6 separate regions of the Mus musculus genome follow, and regions 1, 3, 4, 5 and 6 are each linked to region 2. Evidence: chromatin contacts called from public Hi-C, HiCAR-type, HiChIP or PLAC-seq and promoter capture Hi-C data. All regions are on one chromosome and are shown on one strand. The core of a region is the stretch at or near the end of the contact, and the rest is flanking DNA. Distances in the headings are between cores, read along the strand shown.

Region 1 (2,990 bases), core at 334-2,833, 380 kb after region 2:
GAAAGATTATTGCTCTGCATGTGTGGACATGGGTCCACATCTGCAAACGGCAAACAGAGCCTCAAAGGGCTTGGAGCATCCAACACAACACAGGCTGCACAACAAAGCAACACACACACACACACACACACACACACACACCTTTGAGGAGCGGCTTCCTAACTTCTGGCCTCCCCAGAGCTGTGGGCTTCCAGAATGCAGAGGTTACACACACAGCAGAGCCTTTCTTCTTTGCGAACACCCAAAGACACATGGAGGATCTATCCCGTGAGAGCCCTGCCTCCCAGGAGTAAACTCTCAGACACTTGGCCTCTAGGGCAGAGAGGCATCTGGCTCCGCCCACTCTCTCTCCAGAAAGCAGTATCTAAAGGAACAAAGGACCTCTCGATGTCAGACAGGGACCCTGTGCTCTTCTAGGCTCTTCTCCATTAAAGTAGTTTAGAATCTCCTCTGTGACACCAGAAACCGGGAGACCAACCCTTGAATAGGGAAAGGTTTCATTTCAAAGCAGAAAATTCAACTTTGAAGACTCAAAGGCCCCACTTGATATCCAGAGACACACCCTGGACGGAGACTTGAGAAACCATCAACCTATGTTGACCATTCCCCGTCCATCCAGGGCGCTTCCAGGTGTTAGCCGGGGGTTCGGGCGCTGTAATTATTCTGCACTGTTTGTACTTTTAAGAGATAAAAGAGTAGAGTTTTGAAAAGCACCTCACTTTCTAAGAATGCACGAGGCCCTGGCTTTGATAATTAGCACTGCAAGGAAAGGAAAAGAAAACAAGGGAGGGAGGGGGGAGAGAGGGAGAAGGGACGATGTGTTTCCATCTCAGCTCCGCGCAGCCTGCCAGGGAGACCTTTCCAAAGAAGAAAGACATAACAAGGCCCTCCCTGCTCCATTCACAGTGTAGTCAAGGCCAGCCCCAGGGTGTTGGAGCCCCTCCAAACAGCAGGGCCCAAACTCAGCTCAGTTCTCTGCTGCCCCTGCTGAAATCCCTAATCATTTGGAGCAAGGAGGAGGCCATTTTTATTTTTGCACTTGGTCCACACATTACCAGCTGGTCCTGAATGCAGCTTGGGGAAGGGTAGAGCAAAACATCTCCTGTCTCCTTCAGTGGGACACACAGCCATCCCCCAATGCTTGGTACACACATACACACTCACTCACAGACACACTCCGGGCATCCAAGGGCTGCATCAAACCATTTGCCACTTAAAACGTCCAAAGTCGAAGTCTTCAGGTAGACACCCTGCTATCCTACCAAGTAGGGCTACCCTGTCTCGCAGGGACAGAGGCCTACTTCAGGAAGCCAGTCCTTTTCTGTGGAGAACTGAATTGCAACATTCCCCTCTGAAGGCACAGAAAAGGCAGGGAAGCTGAGGAGGGTCTCTGTCCACCCCAGCAGGCAGGAACGCCATTTCAGTAGGTGCCCAGCGCTGGGTTCACTCACACCTTCCTTCTTTGCTCACGGCTCAGCTGGGAGAGTCGGGGAGCACTACAGTCGGGTTCTAGCCCTGACCCTACCCCCACCCCTCTCACTAGCAAGTTCCACAAGAGCAATGCTGCTGGGATGCAGCAGGGGGCGCCAGCACCTTGACCCTGCCAATAGAACCATCTAGGTAGGAAGAGCCCCACAGTGCGGAAATGGCCACACAAGCCACCACGCTGCCTTTGGCTCCTATTTGTCTAAGGTCCCCACTCTTGTTTTCACCGAGAACAGGAGATAAGACAAGAAAGACAAAAGAGTATAGCCGGGGAGGCAGAAAACCACAGGCGCAGCTCTCGCACAGGATACGGGTACGATGGTTCTAAAAGAAGAAGGGAGGAATTTCCACAGCGTAAAAAGGAGCCTTGGTCACTGGCCAGCTCCCCAGAAATCCCGGAGGGACGCTGGGCAATCTGAAGGCTGACGGAATAAGCCCGCTTCTGAATGAAACTCTCCTCGGTGGACTTCGAACACTAAAATACTCATCACTGTAATAACAGCGAGACTCTAGGCTGCTCCAGAAAACAGAACAGATCCGATTAAAATATAGCATAGGACCTGACACAGCGTAGGGGCAATTCACCCTGAAATAGGACAGCCACACACAGTGCTAGGAGAATTATTTGCCAAAATATAAACTATTAGCTCCTTTTACTAAAGGAACTAGTTAGGTCTGAGTAGAACTGAGTTAGTTGTTTGGTGGAGATAAACACTAATGTTTCCGTACTGAGTTTTCTGTACCTTATCCTTCAAGACATCCCCAGTCCCAACCCCTGTGAGCCACGGCACCAAGAAACAAGTCCAACAATCCCCCTGTCTCCACATCCCCAGCTCTGGTACTACAGCTACGCATGCTGAATCTGGTTTCTTTACGAAAGGGCTGGGGATCAAACTCAGGGCCTCAGGTTTGCCGGGCTAGCACTTTGTCAGCGATCTACCCAGCCACTGAGCAGGAATTTTATGTTATTAAAGTGACTTAAAATTAGATCTACAAGTTGGCTTAAAAGCCACAAAGGAGGTCCCTTCTCTGCCTCCCAGCCCCCAACAGGCGGCCTGGACAGGATAGAGCCCCCCTGAAGGAACAGCATCCTGTCAGCATTGCTCACTGTGTTGCTGTTCCTGACTGCAGTCTGCCCAGGGTGCTGACATAGGAGTTTCAATGCTCTCAACTTAGAGAGCCTGAGATCCTGGCCATCTTTCTCACGGGTTGTATTTTCCTGTGCTTCTCAAGGACAGAACCTTTCCTGGCGCTTACAGACACGAAGTCATTATACACATTAGTGGATCCTTGGGACCACAGGGACCTCGTGCAATGTCCTGTGAGGAAACGGTCTCCGGGACTTTCTCTTCCTCTAGCTCAGCTACTTTCTAGGTATCAGGAAACAGGGAACTGGAAAGAGGAGTCCCTGTGGCAACCAGCCAGTTATTTATTGCAAGTCCAAACTAACAAGAAGTCTTCATTATTTCCTTGAATAGCCCTTCAAAGGACAATGTTCATTAATA
Region 2 (3,256 bases), core at 58-2,557:
GCCTGTAACCCTAGCACTTGGGAGGTGGAGGTCAAGGGATGGGAGTTCAAGGTCATCTAAGGCTACAGAGAAAGACTGAGCTGGAGGCCAATCTCAGATGCACAGAATCCTGCCAAGGAAGGAGAAAGAGAAGAAAAAGAGAAGAGGAAGAGAAGGAGGAAAAAGTAAAAGCAAAGGGGAATCTGTACTGCTATGGAGTGGGTGGGGTGGGTAGAGGAGAGCGAAGGGCCCAGAGCAGCCAGGTTCATTTTCACCCACTACTTTAAATTTCAAGGCAGCTTGCAAGCTTTCTGCAAATGGGGATAACCAAGAAAGCTAAACATAGCAGTGAGCTGTCTGCTCTGATATCACGGACTCCTGGTGCCATTCAGAAGCAAGCAGCAGCTGGCAGCAGAGGGTGAGCCAAAGCCACTGGGGTAAGGACAGCTGGAGGCCATTAAAATATATGAAATGCAGGGAGCTGTCCAGGCTTAACCCTTAACGACAGAAAATAAAACTGTTTGTAGTTTTGATCTTTATTGCAAAGTATCCTGCCAGGTTTTATTCTAGAAACAAAGAAGACATTCACTCACTTTGATTATACCAATTTAAACGACGTGGACAATAGTCTGCTCACAAGCTCCGTGTGCTCCTTGGCGAGGCTAACAGAGTCGAGGGTGCACCTATCTCAGCATATAATGCACTCACCTATCCTAGCAGCTTGTGTCAACTGTCTGAAGCCGTTTTCACTCCCAGTCTCTACCCCTTTCACTCCAATTCCTCAGCCAACCATTTAAAGTATCGGTAGGTTCAAATCGCCATGACCCCTGGACCTCACTTAGCCCACTCAGCACAGGCCTTGGTTTTCAAGAAACCCAGAAGCACCTTATCCGGGTGGGTGGCCAGATTCCAAATTTCAAGGCTTTGGGGAGCCTGTGAGTTATGGTGCACTTCCCTACTAGATGAAACGACACGCCTTGTTTAAGCAACTTTGGCGCCTTTGCGATCTGGGGCACCACAGGATCAAACGGGGATTTGCTATCCCTGGATACTTGGGAGTGCCCAGTCCCAGGTTCTCGCCCCCAGGCATTGCCTCCACGGGGGTGGGGGGTGGGTAGAAGGCCAGGAGTTATCATCGCTCCCTTCCTGCGTCACCAAAACAAGGCGACAAGACTATTAGAGTTCCCAAGGGCTATGTAGCCGTAGGCAGCAAGTGTCATCATGGGAGAAACAAGAACGCGGGATGACCAAGGGATTCCCCAGAGCCCCAAAGACTCACACACTTACACTCAGGGCGGCGGGGCCTCCTCGCTTGCTGCTCACAAACCACGACTCCCACAATCCCGTCGTGAAAACTACAAGTCCCGAAATGCACCGCTCGGAACGGAAGCGCCATCTTGAAAGGCACCACTTGATACGCAGGCGCAGTGGCTTTAGGGCGCCCGCAGATTCGCTAGTATTAAGGAGCGTGTTTCTCCAAGCGCAGGCGCTATGGGCTTCAGGCCAGTTGCGCAGGAATCTGAGGCTACTGCAGAAATCCAAGTAGGAACCCTGAGGGTGGTCCGCAGGGGTTAGGGTTCGGCCTAGGACCCTTTGTTCATGTCCACTGGTCATTGACTCCTGTTCTATACAGCTGAAGACAATAGGTCCCAGGTTTTTTGTTTTGTTTTCCAGGCTTAGCATTCCTCCAAGGGGACAGACAAGAAGAATGCATCCCGGTTGAGATAACCGATAGATACCCAGATTTTAGGTTCCCAGTTTCATTTCTAGCCAGTGAATCCCCAAAGTGCCGGGTGGGGAGACGCAGACAGCAGCCCTGTCCAAGGCTCTGGAGAGGCAAAGTTCTCACCGAGACCTCCACCTCATCTCCCTCTTCTGTGGAGGGGGGAGCGGATGCCCGGTGCTGACACTAATTGCGGGGTGAATTCTTGGACCCAAGAAAGTTAGCTTCAGATCTCATCATGCCTCTTTGTGGAGATGAAGTTGAAAATGTTAGCGTGCAGAGGGTTTCACAGACCTGGTTGTGCTAACAAGAGAATATCACGTTGAGACTGTCGTTTAATTTAACTCTACAAGGCCTATAAAAGGACACACTATAATTGTAATATTTCACAAATGATGAAACGGAAACACAAAGGATTTTTTTTTCTTTCCCGAGGCTGAGGCCAGCTCGTGCCAGACCTGGGGCTCGCCATAAGTTGCGAGACTGGGATCAGCCCCTATCACCTGTTCCTTTTGCAATAGCTTTGAATCTGCACTGAAGTACTACTCAGATGTGTAGAACTAGCAGACTAAGCAGAAAGACTCTAAAGGGAACATGGATAGAAAAACAACAGCAACCCAGCTGTTTGACTTGGCATTTTCATTTAGAAAGCTTTGGTTGAAGTTGATACTGGAGGGAGAAGCTGGGGTAAATGGATCAACAACTGGATGCCCATCCAACTTGTTAGTTATCTCCTGTTAACACAACAAAATGCTTGACAGAAGCAGCTTAGGTTATCTAGACTAGGTGAGTAGAGTCCACAGCTGGGAGGAGAGTGATGGAGGCTTGACCTCTCTTGGTCTTCTCCTTCAGGTTCCATCCAGGATCCCAGCCCAGGGAATGGTGGCACCCATTTAGAATGTTTTCCCACCTCATGTAACCCAATCTATATAATTCCCACAGGCATTCCCAGAGGTGTGGCTGTTACCCTAGTCTAGATCCTGTGATGTTGCCCATATTAACTACCACATAAAGATGTAGCATTTCTCCTGTTCCCCCTAAGTAAAATTGACTGATTGATGTCCATGTTATAACTATATTTTCCAGTGAGGATGATAAAGTATGTTTAATGAAAGCCTGGATTTAACCACCTGTACGTTTTCCTGGAGAAACAGATAAGCCAAGGGGAAAATTACAAACTCTGGGAAAGGGTGTGTGTTTTGTGTTGTGTTGTGTGACGTGCAAGGGGCATGCCCAGCAGAGTCTTAATGTTTGTATTTCAAAGAGATATTTCTACATGCTAGAAGAATTATTCTTGCTGAGTCTCTGTGTTTGCATTTCTAAGAGACATTTCTTTAGATGGAAGAAGAATTATTCCTCAAAGAGAAAGAGAGAGGATTTTGTAATTGCAAGCTTTCTCACTGCTATAAAAGAGGGTTCCATAGCCTATTGGGCTCCTTTGGTTAGATTTTACAGTCAGCTCTTCCTGGTTTCTCAGGCAGGTACTTTAAGGGGCTGGATAACCATTTTGAGCTGTTAGAAAGATATATTAATGTTTATTCAAGTCTCTTAGGA
Region 3 (3,378 bases), core at 133-2,632, 420 kb after region 2:
GACCATTCTGCTCGCACCCCGACTTCGGACTTTCTACTCTGGAACTGTAAGGGGATAAATCCCCCTTGTGTTACACCATAAAGTTTGTGGTCATAAATCCAAGTAGCAAACACATGCTCCATCAGAAGCACGGAAAGGGTTAAATGACCCGCTAACACCCACCAGAGCTCCCACGCCAGCCACTGTTTCGGGAGCTGACCGCTGCCTTGAGTGGTTCTCAAAATTTCCAGAATCATCTTCATGATACAGACAAGGAAACCAGGGCTCAGAGAGGCCAGCTCGCCCCTGGTCCTCCTGTCCACAGTGGTAAGGAACGGAGAGTCCAAGAGAGTCCAGAGGCCGTGCATGGTCTCTAGACCCTATGTCCACAGCAGGCTTCTTTCAGGTATGTGGTTATCCGGAGACCAGCTTTTAGAGTCTACAGTAACTGTGCCAAGGCTCTTGGTGGATATGAAGACCAGGCAGATGCGTGCAGACATGACCGGGAAGACTCTTCAGGCGAGGACGCTGTGGGGTACTCGTGGAAGCTGAGCAGTAGGCCTCAAGCAAATTGGAAAGCCCTGCCAGCCGCAGGCAGCTCCCACGAGGCCTTTGTAGAGGCCGAGGCTGCTGGAAGGGAAGGCCCTTAGCTGCCCTGAGCTAGGCTAGCTCTCTGTTCACTTAGCTTCTTATTTGGAGTTCTGTTCACACAGGACCTTTGTGACTTATCAGTGCAGACACCCTGCCGCAGATGCTCAGATTTTCAGTAACAGTCCATGAGTAGGGCTGGTCCCCCCCCCTTTTTTTTTTTTTACATAAAAGTGGTCCCCCCGGGGGCTGGTGAGATGGCTCAGCGGTTAAGAGTGCTGACTGCTCTTCCAAAGGTCCTGAGTTAAAATCCCAGCAACCACATGGTGGTTCACAACCATCTATAACAAAATCTGATGCTATCTTCTGGAGTGTCTGAAGACAGCCACAGTGTACTTACATATAATAAATAAATAAATATTTAAACAAATTTTAAATAATAAAAAAGTGGTCCCCCACATATACTTTTTTTTTTTTATTAGATGATCTTTATTTAATTACAGAACTTGAATTTGTAAAATACATATGCTGAGAGGTGGGGGTGTGCCTTCCTGCCACTTGTCACAAGGGGGCGCAATAGAACACTGTGACTTCTTCCTCCCGCCCTCCCCCCTCCCACTCATCCCCTCCCTCCCCCACCCCCCACCCCCGACCACATTCGCCCTTGCAGCACCTGCAAATGCTCTGGGTCTGTAAACAAATGACCAGAACTTCGCCAAGTAGCCTTTCTCTGGGAGAGGGAGGGGCCCAGGGCACTGCGATTTAACACACCCTCCACGCCCTCCAGTGAATCCTCAGTGAGAAAGCTCCTGGGGCCTACCAAGGGCTCCTCAGGGATTCCTCCCTCGCACACGGGGCTTGTCTGGGTTGAGGACTGAGAGAGTCTTACATACAGCTACCTAACGAGAATTATCCGTCAAGGGAATCGTGGTATCAGATCTTGGTGAACTGGTCTCAGCTTCCAGACTTCCTAGAGTTACAGTGGTAGGTTTTGCTCCCTCCCCTTTCTGCACCATTCGGTTTGTTTCTCATTGGGATGGAACAGCCCAGGGTAGCCAAGACGGTGCCAGGAAACCGGCGGGAATTAAGCTATCGTTATAGAAACGCTCTCCACGCCTTCCCATCCACCACTGAGCCTGACCTCAAAGCTGCAAGGTGAGTTAGACTCCATAGCCTGCACTTGTCTCTAAACTTGGGCTCAGTCACACAGATGGCTCAGCCTGCTATGGCGCCTTCTCAAACATCTGTCTTAGCAATGCCCCCCAGAAGGAAGCCAGATCCAAAAGTCCCCCAGCAGCCGGGTGAGCGCAGGGTTCTGGGATGCCGAGACTCCTCCCACTCACTCCACTTCTTTATCCTTTAACCTTTCTTTTTGAGAAAGTCACCTAGGAAACGCTTGAGCTGTGGAAGGCATATTCAGTCCCTGCCCTATTTTAATCCATTGTCCTAAGGGTGAATCCAAGAACCCGGGACTCGGGCCATTTCTTGTTCAATAGCTAAATGTGGCCCCAGCATTTGTGGCTGGGTCCCTCGTGGACACAGTCCCCGTGCTTCCAGTGTTCTCCTGCCCGCAGGGATAGGAGAACTCTTGCACAGTGCTCAGCACCAACATCAACAGTGGGCCAGCAAGTCTCACAAATGTCCCGTTACATCACGGTCCCCTTGGGGCAGCTGTTGGGCCCTGTGGGCTCTTGTACCCAGCTATAAAAAGCCCTATGCACTATACGAAATACCCACACACATTTTGCATACAATTTTTTGGCTTCAGAAGCCTGTTTGCAAGCTGAGAGTGGTGGCGCACACCTTTAATCCCAGCACTCGGGAGGCAGAGGCAGGCAGATTTCTGAGTTCGAGGCCAGCCTGGTCTACAGAGTGAGTTCCAGGGCAGCCAGGGCTACACAGAGAAACCCTGTCTCAAAAAAACAAACAAACAAACAAATGCCTGTGTGCTGCCTCATTTCTTCCTTTGGTGATTTTGTGATCTTCGCCATGGCTGTGCTGAGTCGTGCTGCACTGCAGGATGAAGGCAGGTGCCGGCCTTCCAGGGTCCATCTCAGACCTTGGAGATGCAAAGGTTTGACACTGGAAGTGGTGTCTCCTCTAGTGAAAGGTTCCCCTGCTGAACACACTGCTGCCTCCTAGGCTGAAGCTGAAGCTGACACTGCTATTTCTCTCCGCTCCCCAGGTAGTGCTGGCCCTTCAGGCTGAAGGTGGTGTTGCGCACCCTGCAGGTTGAAGGTGGTACTGCACCCCAAGCTGGAGGTGGTGCTGCACCCCACATGTGGGCTAAAGGTTCTACTGTTCCCACCCCAAGGCTGAAGATAGTACTCTGTCGTTCCCCCCCAGGCTGAAGGTGGTATTTGTATACACACACACACACACACACACACACATACACGGGTCACGGTGGTATTGTCCCCCCACAGGCTAAAGGTCATATTGCCCCTACAAGGCTGATGGTTGTACTGTTTGCCCAGGCTGAAGGTGACACTGCCCCTCTCCAAGTTAATGTCATCCTCATAGTACATCGGGAAGTTACTGCATCCCACCCGCAAGGCTGAGTGTATTCCTGTTCTAACAAGAAAGCAAAGGCTGGAATTGTCAGGTTGGCCCAGGAGTAATGGACTAAAATACACAGGACAGAGAGCCCTCACCACCTGCCAAGAGTCCCTGCTGAGAAATGCCAACTGCTTTCTACAACAAGGGAGTCATGACCAGAAGACACAAGGATGACTGAGAAACTGGAATGAGGTCCTGTTGGGAGAGATGCCTGCCTCTTTGGGATTCTGGAGGCTCCTCTGGGTACAAGTT
Region 4 (3,116 bases), core at 271-2,770, 510 kb after region 2:
ATGTCACTGAGATACCCACAGGTCAAGTTCAGTCACTATTTCCCTGTCCTGTTCTTGCCTCACCTCTCAGGAACAACTCCAGCCGTGCTCGCTCACTCTAGGACCCCAGTGTTCCCATCCATGCTCAATTTTCACTGGTAGTGCCTTCCCTTTTAGTACAGCTTTCAATGGCACGAGTCTTAGTCAGGGTTGCCAGTGCTGTGAACAGACACCGTGACCATGCCAACACTTATAAAGGAAAACACCCAACTAGGACTGGCTGAGAGGTTCAGAGATTTCATCCATTATCAACATAGTGAGAAGCGTGACAGACACTGTGCTAGAGAAGGAGCTGAGAGTTCTAAATCTTGATTGGAAGGCAGCAGGTGACTAAGTGTAGCTTGAGCATATAAGACCTTAATGCCTGCCTCATAATGACACACTTCTTCCAACAAGGCCACACCTCCTAATAGTGCTGCTCCCTATGCCCAAGCATGGAAGCCCACCTATCTATGGGGGCATTTCTATTGAAACCACCAGACCACAGCACACGGAGACTCAAATCTCGGAGTCCACGTGCCTTTACCACACTTCCTCCCTAACACAGTGTACACCTTCCTGACACCAAAACCAGCTGCACTTATTCAGACTGTGACGAGACTGTTGTAGTCCTCCCTAAGACAACGCATTCAAGGCTACTATGAGCTCGCTAACATCACCATCCATTACCCACTGCGCTGGGAGTGGTCCTACAAACAGCAGAAAACACTGGGTCTTCGAGTAATTTGACTCAGGGTAAGAATAAGGTGAGAAGTCGCAGGAAGGAGCCTACGGCAGAGTGGTGGCTGGTGTATGGCTCAGGCTGGCAGCCAGGGTTTCGAGGTAGCAGTGCAAGAGATACAGACACCTGTGAAACACTAAGCTGAGGGTCCAGAAGGGCCTCAAAAGAACAGCAATGTTGACGAAACTGAAAGTCACCGAGCAGAAAAAGAGAAAGCAAATTCATTGTCAAAGAAAGAACTGCACCCAGGGTTAGGGGAAAAGAAGAATCGGGACATCTCTATTAAAAAATGGATCCTTTTTCCACTTTGCAGTCCCCTTTTGGAGGAGTCCAAAAGAAAACCAAACATGCAGCCGGGCGTGGTGGCGCACACCTTTGATCCCAGCACTTGGGAGGCAGAGGCAGGCAGATTTCTGAGTTGGAGGCCAGCCTGGTCTACAGAGTGAGTTCCAGGACAGCCAGGGCTACACAGAGAAACCCTGTCTCCAAAAACAAACAAAAAAAAAAAAGAAAGGAAGAAAGAAAGAAAGAAAGAAAGAAAGAAAGAAAGAAAGGAAGGAAGGAAGGAAGGAAGGAAGGAAGGAAGAAAGAAAGAAAGAAAGAAAGAAAGAAAGAAAGAAAGAAAGAAAGAAAACAAACCAAACATGCTTTAACCCATAGTTCTTGAACAATTAGCTGCAAGTACGTTCCAGTATCCAGTGCAAAGTCCCCCTGCACAGGCTGGCCAGCTTCAGGCTAGGTCACCTGTGCCATTGCTACACTGTTTGCTTGTGCTCCTCCTAGACTTTGCTCATGCATAGCTTTGTGTGTCCTCTCATAGACCCTTGTCCTACTAACCTAACAATCTTCCCAAGTTCATGCCTTCCCCTTAGAAAACCAGCCTTGTGGCCAACGGTCCCTAAAAGAAAGGCATATAGTGCTATGACTTGAGTTTATAATGTTCCTCATAGGCACTTGGAAACTTGACTAGCACTACAATGAGGTTTGTGAACCTTCAGGTGCCACTGTGCAAGCTTCCAAAGAAGGAAAACAGCCAACGGTCCTGCTCAACTATAGCACTCACAAGCCACAACCGTGACAGGAACTGGCACAATAACCACTAAGGACACAGAAGTGGCACAGACATGGGTGGGAACCAACAGCTCTCTGGCTGGATTTAAGAGTCACGAAACTGGAGGAAAGTCATGGCTGGTACTGGAAACCTAGCCAACTACCCAAAGCTAGTAACGTCACGGATCTCGGAGGAGAAGCCATAACGGCCTCTTATTAAAATCTAAATTAAACAGTCTAAATGTTTGTCCTTAAACCCATAGGTAAGTGTAGTCCTCACCCTCATCAAGGCAACTTCTCTCTGCAACAGAGGAAGACGATTACACACTTCATGCAATCAAATGCAGAGTTGTGGAGTCTAGTCCTAAGACAGCCATCTCCTGTAGAGTTCTGTCCATTACGGGCAACTCCAGGACCGTTGTGGAGGGGGAGGCGGAAAGACTGTATGAGTCAGAGGGTCAGGGAGTTTCTGTGAGATTGTGCCTCCTGGAAATGTCAGAGCTACACCCATGCAGTCTCACCAACAGGACTGCCTAAACATGAGCCAAGCAAGGACAACAACAACAATGCAAACTGTAAGGGAGGACGGCGGAGCCCTCGATCCTAAATAACTATGGCAACTAAGGAATTCAGAAGTGGGAGAAATCAGCTTCCCCAGGGAAGAGTTATCTGGTAACCCAGTGGTTAGCCCTGAAAACATACATGTAAATAACATTATACAGATTGAGCAGGTTGTATTTACATACTTAGGAACACACATACATGCACTAACAATTAATGAAAAAAGAAGCCATGATTTTCAAAGAGAGCAAGGAGAGGTATATGAGAGAAGAAGGAGAAAAGGGAAGGGGGAAATGTTATAATCTCAAAAAAAAAAAAAAAAGGCTGAGTTATCACAATGCAAAGGAACTATTCATACACAATGAGAAACACAGACTCTGAGAACTGAAGCACTGTGAAGTCAGGAGACAGAGCTGCAGCAGCCGAGTGCGAGCGTGTCCTTGAACACGGATGGAATGCTCTCCTTCCACCCGCTGACCTTTTCCCTTGGCTTCATGGGAGACAGCGCTATCTTTCTGAAGGCTGCCAATATTTAGCAACACTAGCCGAAAACGTCACTATTTCTGAGGAAAGAAAAGGGAAAATACCTAGTTTTAAAACAACAAAATATAGGAACCAAGCACTTACCAAATGCTGGTGCACTGGAAATAGCCACTGGTTGCTGTTTCATGACAGGGGGAAGTGTGGAGGGGAGCTGATATCCTTGTAGCTTCAGTTTGATAAGCTTCATGGCTATGGAAAATTC
Region 5 (3,299 bases), core at 743-3,242, 450 kb after region 2:
GGAGGAGCCTGCTTGTAAATGACATTGCCAACAATGTCTGCTGGGACTGTTGGTGTGAACGTTAGGTGCAGATCACACTCAGTCTTCGCTAGCTGCCCCTACCTGGCCCAGGACGGGAGATGGGGAGGAGCCAGTGGCTGTGGCTGGGGTAAAGGCTGATCTCTGCCGTAACTGGCCAGCACTAGGTACGGTCAGAGAAGGCTGAGCCGCCCATGTATCCCAGTTGTCCGTTTCTGGCTTCTCGTTTGAGCTGCTGGGCCACCTGGAAGGAAAGGCACGCACCGTAAGCAGTAAGAACTTCTTAGTGTCGCGCATCGCGGGACACCCACAGCCACACAAAGAAGGTGGACTGCTTCACAGAGGAAACAAGACCAGCCCAAATGGTGGTGTCAGGCCTGGGCCTGGAGCCTAGCCCCATGCACAAAGCCCTAGACTCTGTCTCCAGCGACATGCATGGTAGGTGTGGCAGTGCACACCTGTAACTGTAGCAAGATCATGTGATGACTTTGAAGTTAGCCTGAGCTATAGGAGACTCCATTTCAACCAACAAGCACAGTACCAGCGCTGTAACCTAACTGGAACCTCTTTTTAGAATGTCAAGAGCTTTTTAAGCAAAGACCAAGGCAAGTAGGGGTGGTGCGACTGGAGCTCAGGCAGGCTGTCTCTGAAGCAGGCTCCCTCCACAGGGAGGAGTCTTGGGCACCTTCAACCTCAGTCTCAAAGTGCACTGAGAGACCTTGTGATTCCTTGAGCTCTCCCTTTCCACCACGTCTTCCTTCCTTGGTCATTACTCTACCCCCTCTGTTTGTTCCATCTGATCTTTCTCAGAAAACATGACTGGGCTCCTTGACTTCCATGTTTGTTTCTGAAAGATTATTTATTCAACTTGGAAAAAAAAAAAAAAAGAAAACCCTTCCCACTCATACACTCACTGCCCACAGATCAACATCTATTTGGACAGCTGCACGTGCAGGTCCTGGACCTACAAATGGAAGTCTAGGCGGTGGTAAGACACCAAAGCTTTTAAGTTCAGACTCCATTTTAGAGAACTTGACCTAAGTTTGAACTCGGATAAACTAACCTAGCATTAGTTTCCAAGTTACCCCCCCAACAAAATCTGAGCTCCAGTTTCTAGACTCACCCCAATAAGACCTGTGTCTCTAGGTTAATGTCCCCCATCAAATCCAGGTTATTTCCTCAACAAATCTGCACCCTTAGGCTGCAAGCCTGCCTCTGCCTCACAACCACCAATGCAGTGGGAGGCAGAAGTTAAGTTTATGGTTTGACTCCCAGCACCAGCCAAGAATGCTAAAGTATACCTCTCACCTGGGTGCTTGCCAGGCTAGAAACACACACACACACACACACACACACACACACACACACACACACACACACCTTCCCGCCGCTGGCTGCTTTCTATAAAACCTTGCCCCACAGATGGTCTAGGTTCCCCTCCACCAAAGCCGCCCTGCTTGTCAGCAGTGAGCTGAGCCTGAGCTGGAATAAGGTCCAGGTGTGACTGCATCACACTGACTTCTGACTGCTCTTCTGGAGTTTACTAACACTTCCTTGCCACTACAGTGGCTTCACCCATCAATTGCTTACATGCTGTTTGGCGAATGCCATTTCCTGATGACCAAGGACAGAGACCCTCAGAGTGGGCAAGTGGGAGGTACACTTCTCTACACAACACACTTGCTCAGCAGAAACTTTCTGTAGAAACAGCTTTCTGTCTTATTCCGAAACACATGACCGGTTGCAATTTTAGTTCCTGGCTAACAAAATAGCATCATTTCCTAGCCTGCAGGAAATTACTGAATTTTTTGCTGACGGACATGATTGTCAACACGAATTATTAGGAAGTTGTATTTCTCCATTTCTTCCCCCAAATGAAAAATACAGATAATGATGGAACAACTGTAGCTGGCTTCACTTTGCACCCTGGTAAATCTCTGTTTGGCAATGGTATTACTAAATCTAGTTGAGAAGCCAATAACCCTGTTGTCAGTAGGCCAGCTAGAGGAAGGGCCATGAACACACACCCTTTCAAAGAGGAACAACTCAAGACTGCCAAAGACAGCATATTAACACATACGTGGAACTGAAGTCTGCCCAGTTGTTGGGGGTTGTGGAGGGCTCAGAAGAGGTCACTGGCAAAGGAGCAGGGGTCTCACGCAGAGCCAGTTTGGGGGCAGGGGCAGATGTCAGATCGGTCACTGGTTTGGCTGGAGTGGGAACCTCATTTTCTGGAATCTTTTCTGCATAGTTTGCAGGGAACCATCCCGTCTTCCCTTTCAGCTCTCCTCCAAGCCATCCTGGCTCTCCAGTCTGGCTTTCATCCACCTGTGGGAAGTCACAATGTTTCATTTAAATGGAAACAACCAACTGCTGAACACACCAGTCACCCACGACAAAGCCACAGCCTCTGCCCCTGACTGACACATGGCACAGACAGTTCCCGTCTTAGTCTCAGTGCCCATGAAGTGGCAAGCTCCGTAAGCACGCGCGTTCCTACTGACTTTTCTCTCCTGAGCTCCTAATGGGATGAGCTGAAGCACCTCAGCTCAGGTCCTCAGGCATCTACCTCACAGCGTCCACCTGACAGGTCTCATTACTCAGGAAGTCATGCAATTCGTAAAGATAATTTGACTTGGTTTTTATTATTCCAAGCAAGGAGAGCAACCAACCAAAAGCATTCTAAAACCTTCACTATCTAAGCATTTATTCAATATAGAGACAAGGAGGATAAAACCAAAACAGCAGCCACTTAAGAGCTCCACAGATACAAGATGAGGAGATGAACACACAGCATATTCAGAGCTATCACTACTTTAATTCAGTCTCTCAGAGGCTATAATTTTAAAGTCCACAACATTCCACAAGAATAGAGCCTTCTGTTGAAAATGTTCCAAGGGGCCATCTGCTTTGCCGAGTGCAGCCAGTGCTTGTGTCCGTCCTTAGTTCTGCCCCAAAGGATGCATCCAAATGGGCCTCCATATCCTACTGATCCTACAGTTACCTCCCTGGCTTAGGAGCACCTGGAGGTGGCTCTGGAGGACAGAGCTCGCTCAGTCAGAAAGCTGGCTCCAATACTAGAGTCCAGTGAGTCCTATTCTTACGTCTATACATGTGACCTGTAGCTGAGGCCACTGACTTTTCAAACAACCACAGGAACAGGGCAGGTCTAAACATCTGAAGGGCAGCAGGTGCTCCTAACTGCTGGGCCATCTCTCTAAAAGTAACTTAAGGCTGAGGACAGGAAAGGCGGGCCCTCGGGTCATGTGCGGTCAAGGGCG
Region 6 (3,264 bases), core at 41-2,540, 280 kb after region 2:
TGCAGCTTACCTCCCTCCATCTCTCCACGTTCCACCCACGTGTTACCACCCACGCCAAAGCTGCCCACTCACAACTTGAGGGGGGCCGCGGGGAAGCGGGGGGGACGACGACGACGACGACGACACTTGGTCTGCCATTAAATATGCCCTGCTCCTTAGTAGTGCTTACTATATGTTTGTTGAGCAAACACATCAATTGGCAACTTAGGTCATTTGTCATATAAAACTGAATGGTACCTATAGTGATGGACTTCACGTTCTCCACCACTGTCCTGTTTGAGAAAGGCAAGATCCCTGAGGCCTTCAATCAGGTTTGTCACTGACAGACTTTCAACCCCGGTCCTCACATCTCCACAAGCAGTAAGCTTTCCAGAGAGCTCTCCTGCCTTCCTTCACCAATGTGTAAGCTACTGCTATTCTGGCTGAAGTGTGTGTGTTCAGTTTTCACTGCTCTACCCTGGGTCCCATGGATTCATCACCGCAGAAAGTGGTTACCAATTGCTAACGCTGACTCAAACACACACGCACACACACACACACACACACACACACACACACACACACACACGTGAGATATTTTAGAACCTCTGATGTAGCCGCTTCAGTTTGCTCATGTTCTAAAGCTATTTTTCAGGACATTTAATGCTCTCCTCCAAGTAGGCATTTAGCTGATCCACTCAGAGGACCACAGAGCTGAGATCAATTGAATGACTTTCTTCTCTGAGCTGTAGTTGCCTCCTCAATATGTTAATTTTACCCTGTGGGGTTCCTAAAAGAAGATGGCAGGAACTAGTTAGCAATAATTGAAATCTCCATCCACTGGTCGACCCACACTTGATAATTTGTCAGTCAGTTGAAACAAAAGGAGCCAAGTATGAGAAAACTGAGGAACAAACGCTGCCTTGTGTGGTGCGGGGCTGGGCCACGGGGTGTACCGATGACCCCACCAGAGTCTCCCTTGCTTCGAGCTTTGATGGCTTGAGCCCCCGCTGTGCTCACTCGGTGAGGTGACGATGCTGGGCTGGCGGCGGAACTTGGTAGTTTTCCACTTTGGGCTCTCAGGGCTCTTATCCTCTTTGGCTCTTTGTCACTGGGCGCCATAAAAAAAAAAAAACAAAAAAAAAAAAAACAAAAAAAAAAAAACCGCCCACTGCAGGGAACTAAACGCTGCTCCTGCCACCCACCAACCATCGGCATGTGAGGAGGATTTGCGAGTTCACATACTCGGTCCCTTTGTTTTCTCGAGTTTCTGTCTCCATAAGCACCTCCGAGCAAGCAAGCAAGCAAGCGGAACTGCTGCTCTGTGGCTTTTGTGTTGGTGGCTTCCTTCCGACCTCCACCCCGGGTCCTCAGGCAGCAGAGTTAACTATTTGGATGAAGAGCAGTTTGTGGAATGGATGCAAAGACAGCAAAAGTCAGCCTGGATGCTTTGCAAGGAGACAGGGCTTTGCGTCCCTCAGACTGAATAGAAGAGACAAGGGATAAACATTTTTGTCTTTCTAGGGGGAAGAAGCTTTCTCAGGGAGTTAGAAACTCCTGCAGCTCACCCTGCTCCTCATGATACCTGCATCCTGCATCCTGCTCCCATTTTACAGGGCCCCTAGAAACTTCCATTTCCCTCCATTCTTCCGATTCAAAGAACACAAATGCTTGGGCGCCTTTAGGAGGTGGGTTCTTTAACCACCACAGTTCCTTGCAATGCAGAAGAGAGAAAAGAAAATTCTCTGCAGTAGTTTTTCCTTTCTGTTTGAGAACTATGGAAAATTTTTACTTAGAAATAAAAGCTAGACAATTTTCTTAAGATGAAAGACAACAAGACACCCTTAGAAACAAACTTCAGAAGGGGAAAAATGGTACACTACTACACCTTTTTAGAAATGTCTCTGGGGGACAGTTGAGGCAGGGTCTCTTTACATAGCCCTGGCTACCCTGGAAGTCACTCTATAAAACAAGCTGGTCACAAACTCACAGCCAGCTGCCTACTTTTGTCTCCCAAGTACTGGGATTAAAGGTATGTGCCACCATAGCATCTAATATAATAAAAGCAAAGGGTTTTAGTTATATGTATATCCCTCTGTACTGGCTAGTTTTGTGTCAACTTGACACAGCTGGAGTTATCACAGAGAAAGGCGCTTCAGTTGAGGAAATGCCTCCATGAGATCCAGCTGTAAGGCATTTTCTCAATTAGTGATCAAGGGGGAAAGGCCCCTTGTGGGTGGGACCATCTCTGTGCTGGTAGTCTTGAGTTCTATAAGAGAGCAGGATGAGCAAGCCAGGGGAAGCAAGCCAGTAAAGAACATCCCTCCATGGCCTCTGCATCAGCTCCTGCTTCCTGACCTGCTTGAGTTCCAGTCCTGACTTCCTTTGGTGATGAACAGTAGTATGGAAGTGTAAGCCCAATAAACCCTTTCCTCCCCAGCTTGCTTTTTGGTCATGATGTTTGTTAGAAACCCTAAGACACCCCTAGAAAAGTATCCCCTTGGCCTCAGTGTCACAAGAAAAAAAAATTAGTCAAACAAATGTAAGCAAAGAATTCCAGGAACTAACTTGCTTCCTGGAGGCTAACCCAGAGGTCTGTGCTGAACCATCCTTCCCGGTGATCGTGGACCCAAGTGCAGAGAACTCTGTCTTTCCTCACTAGTGGGGAGCAAGGGTGTGGCCAGAACATGCCTTGGAGTTAGTGCTTGACTCAAATAGGAAGAGGAGGCCTTTCCTAGTTCCTTGTGACGCTTTCTGCTTCTCTCTTGTGAGTTTATCTGCCAAGTGAGACTATATGAAGCCAGCGCCCCAAGTCTGGGAAATCCAACCAACCATTGCTTGAAAGCTTTTTGGCTTTGTTTGTGAAGTTGCATCAGTGATGGAGCTGGAGAGGTGGCTCAGTCAGTAAAAAGCATGGAGTGCTCTTGCAGAGGGCCAGAGTTTGGTTCCCAGCACCCACACCGGGTGGCTCACAACTTCATGTAACTCTAGCTCCAAGGGATCTGATGCCCTCCTCTGGCACCTGCACTTTACACACACACACACACACACACACACACACACACTGAATCTTTTTAAAAAATCAACTTGAGCTGCATCTGATACTGAGGAGCTTGCTGTGCAAGCCTGAGAACTCGAGTTCAAATCCCCAGATCCCACAGAAGGCTGGCTGCAGTAACACAGACATTTGTAACCACTGTACTCACACAGGAGGGTGGGAGGAGAGACAGGAGAAGCCCTGGAAACTATCCTGGTTTATGTAGCACTGAGCATGAATGACACGCT

The links. Promoter capture Hi-C pulls out the DNA fragments that hold promoters and counts their contacts. Hi-C and Micro-C count contacts between places; a contact is called where the count stands out from the background. HiCAR-type assays count read pairs that join an accessible place to other places. HiChIP or PLAC-seq counts read pairs in DNA pulled down with a chosen protein or histone mark.
Region 1: a Hi-C map of bone marrow-derived macrophages shows a contact between it and region 2, with 23 read pairs. The contact joins the enhancer-like site here to the promoter of Smim11 in region 2. A contact is called at or near these places in 12 of 39 promoter capture datasets (the C10 cell line, the HPC-7 cell line, cranial neural crest and 9 more), 2 of 484 Hi-C or Micro-C datasets (bone marrow-derived macrophages and visceral endoderm), 12 of 115 datasets of contacts at active chromatin or transcription factors (bone marrow-derived macrophages, cardiomyocytes, differentiating embryonic stem cells and 9 more) and 3 of 9 other capture datasets (adipose tissue, liver and pancreatic islet).
Region 3: a HiCAR-type map of astrocytes shows a contact between it and region 2, with 2.1 times the contacts expected there. The contact joins the enhancer-like site here to the promoter of Smim11 in region 2. A contact is called at or near these places in 7 of 39 promoter capture datasets (3T3-L1-derived adipocytes, the C10 cell line, embryonic stem cells and 3 more), 2 of 484 Hi-C or Micro-C datasets (liver and pre-B cells), 2 of 115 datasets of contacts at active chromatin or transcription factors (astrocytes and embryonic stem cells) and 3 of 9 other capture datasets (adipose tissue, embryonic stem cells and pancreatic islet).
Region 4: a contact with region 2 is called in a promoter capture Hi-C map of liver, with 2.6 times the contacts expected there. The contact joins the enhancer-like site here to the promoter of Smim11 in region 2. A contact is called at or near these places in 7 of 39 promoter capture datasets (the 3T3-L1 cell line, 3T3-L1-derived adipocytes, HPC-7-derived erythroid cells and 3 more), 1 of 115 datasets of contacts at active chromatin or transcription factors (bone marrow-derived macrophages) and 2 of 9 other capture datasets (liver and macrophages).
Region 5: a promoter capture Hi-C map of 3T3-L1-derived adipocytes shows a contact between it and region 2, with 2.4 times the contacts expected there. The contact joins the enhancer-like site here to the promoter of Smim11 in region 2. A contact is called at or near these places in 6 of 39 promoter capture datasets (the 3T3-L1 cell line, 3T3-L1-derived adipocytes, hippocampal neurons and 2 more), 2 of 115 datasets of contacts at active chromatin or transcription factors (astrocytes and stem cell-derived neural progenitor cells) and 2 of 9 other capture datasets (adipose tissue and embryonic stem cells).
Region 6: an H3K4me3 HiChIP or PLAC-seq map of bone marrow-derived macrophages shows a contact between it and region 2, with 4 times the contacts expected there. The contact joins the enhancer-like site here to the promoter of Smim11 in region 2. A contact is called at or near these places in 12 of 39 promoter capture datasets (the C10 cell line, the HPC-7 cell line, HPC-7-derived erythroid cells and 8 more), 1 of 484 Hi-C or Micro-C datasets (CD8 T cells), 8 of 115 datasets of contacts at active chromatin or transcription factors (astrocytes, bone marrow-derived macrophages, cardiomyocytes and 5 more) and 5 of 9 other capture datasets (adipose tissue, embryonic stem cells, liver and 2 more).

Annotation. Positions count from the first base shown.
Region 1 is chr16:91,916,589-91,919,578 of GRCm38.p6, reverse strand. Itsn1 (intersectin 1 (SH3 domain protein 1A)) reads right to left here. Exons shown (of 39, transcript NM_010587.2): 39 at 1-2,990. Among named protein-coding and RNA genes, the nearest start is that of Gm25245, 3.3 kb to the left of the region's middle. Within about 2 kb of position 1,583, at least 72 of the 459 cell types and tissues checked have an H3K27ac peak or open chromatin away from gene starts, as enhancers often do. A contact at or near this core is called in bone marrow-derived macrophages and liver, where this site is marked.
Region 2 is chr16:92,299,354-92,302,609 of GRCm38.p6, reverse strand. It overlaps Smim11 (small integral membrane protein 11), which reads right to left and starts at 1,307. Exons shown (of 4, transcript NM_138743.2): 1 at 1,267-1,307.
Region 3 is chr16:91,883,790-91,887,167 of GRCm38.p6, reverse strand. The region is part of intron 28 of Itsn1 (intersectin 1 (SH3 domain protein 1A)); the gene reads right to left. Among named protein-coding and RNA genes, the nearest start is that of Gm52262, 19 kb to the left of the region's middle. Within about 2 kb of position 1,382, at least 34 of the 459 cell types and tissues checked have an H3K27ac peak or open chromatin away from gene starts, as enhancers often do. A contact at or near this core is called in astrocytes and embryonic stem cells, where this site is marked.
Region 4 is chr16:91,793,650-91,796,765 of GRCm38.p6, reverse strand. It overlaps Itsn1 (intersectin 1 (SH3 domain protein 1A)), which reads right to left. Exons shown (of 39, transcript NM_010587.2): 5 at 2,999-3,116. Among named protein-coding and RNA genes, the nearest start is that of Itsn1, 66 kb to the right of the region's middle. Within about 2 kb of position 1,520, at least 30 of the 459 cell types and tissues checked have an H3K27ac peak or open chromatin away from gene starts, as enhancers often do. A contact at or near this core is called in liver, where this site is marked.
Region 5 is chr16:91,847,769-91,851,067 of GRCm38.p6, reverse strand. Itsn1 (intersectin 1 (SH3 domain protein 1A)) reads right to left here. Exons shown (of 39, transcript NM_010587.2): 20 at 2,099-2,346; 21 at 103-262. Among named protein-coding and RNA genes, the nearest start is that of Gm52262, 55 kb to the left of the region's middle. Within about 2 kb of position 1,992, at least 45 of the 459 cell types and tissues checked have an H3K27ac peak or open chromatin away from gene starts, as enhancers often do. A contact at or near this core is called in 3T3-L1-derived adipocytes, adipose tissue and liver, where this site is marked.
Region 6 is chr16:92,017,372-92,020,635 of GRCm38.p6, reverse strand. No RefSeq gene overlaps it. Among named protein-coding and RNA genes, the nearest start is that of Gm36905, 22 kb to the right of the region's middle. Within about 2 kb of position 1,290, at least 169 of the 459 cell types and tissues checked have an H3K27ac peak or open chromatin away from gene starts, as enhancers often do. A contact at or near this core is called in CD8 T cells, the HPC-7 cell line, adipose tissue and 6 more, where this site is marked.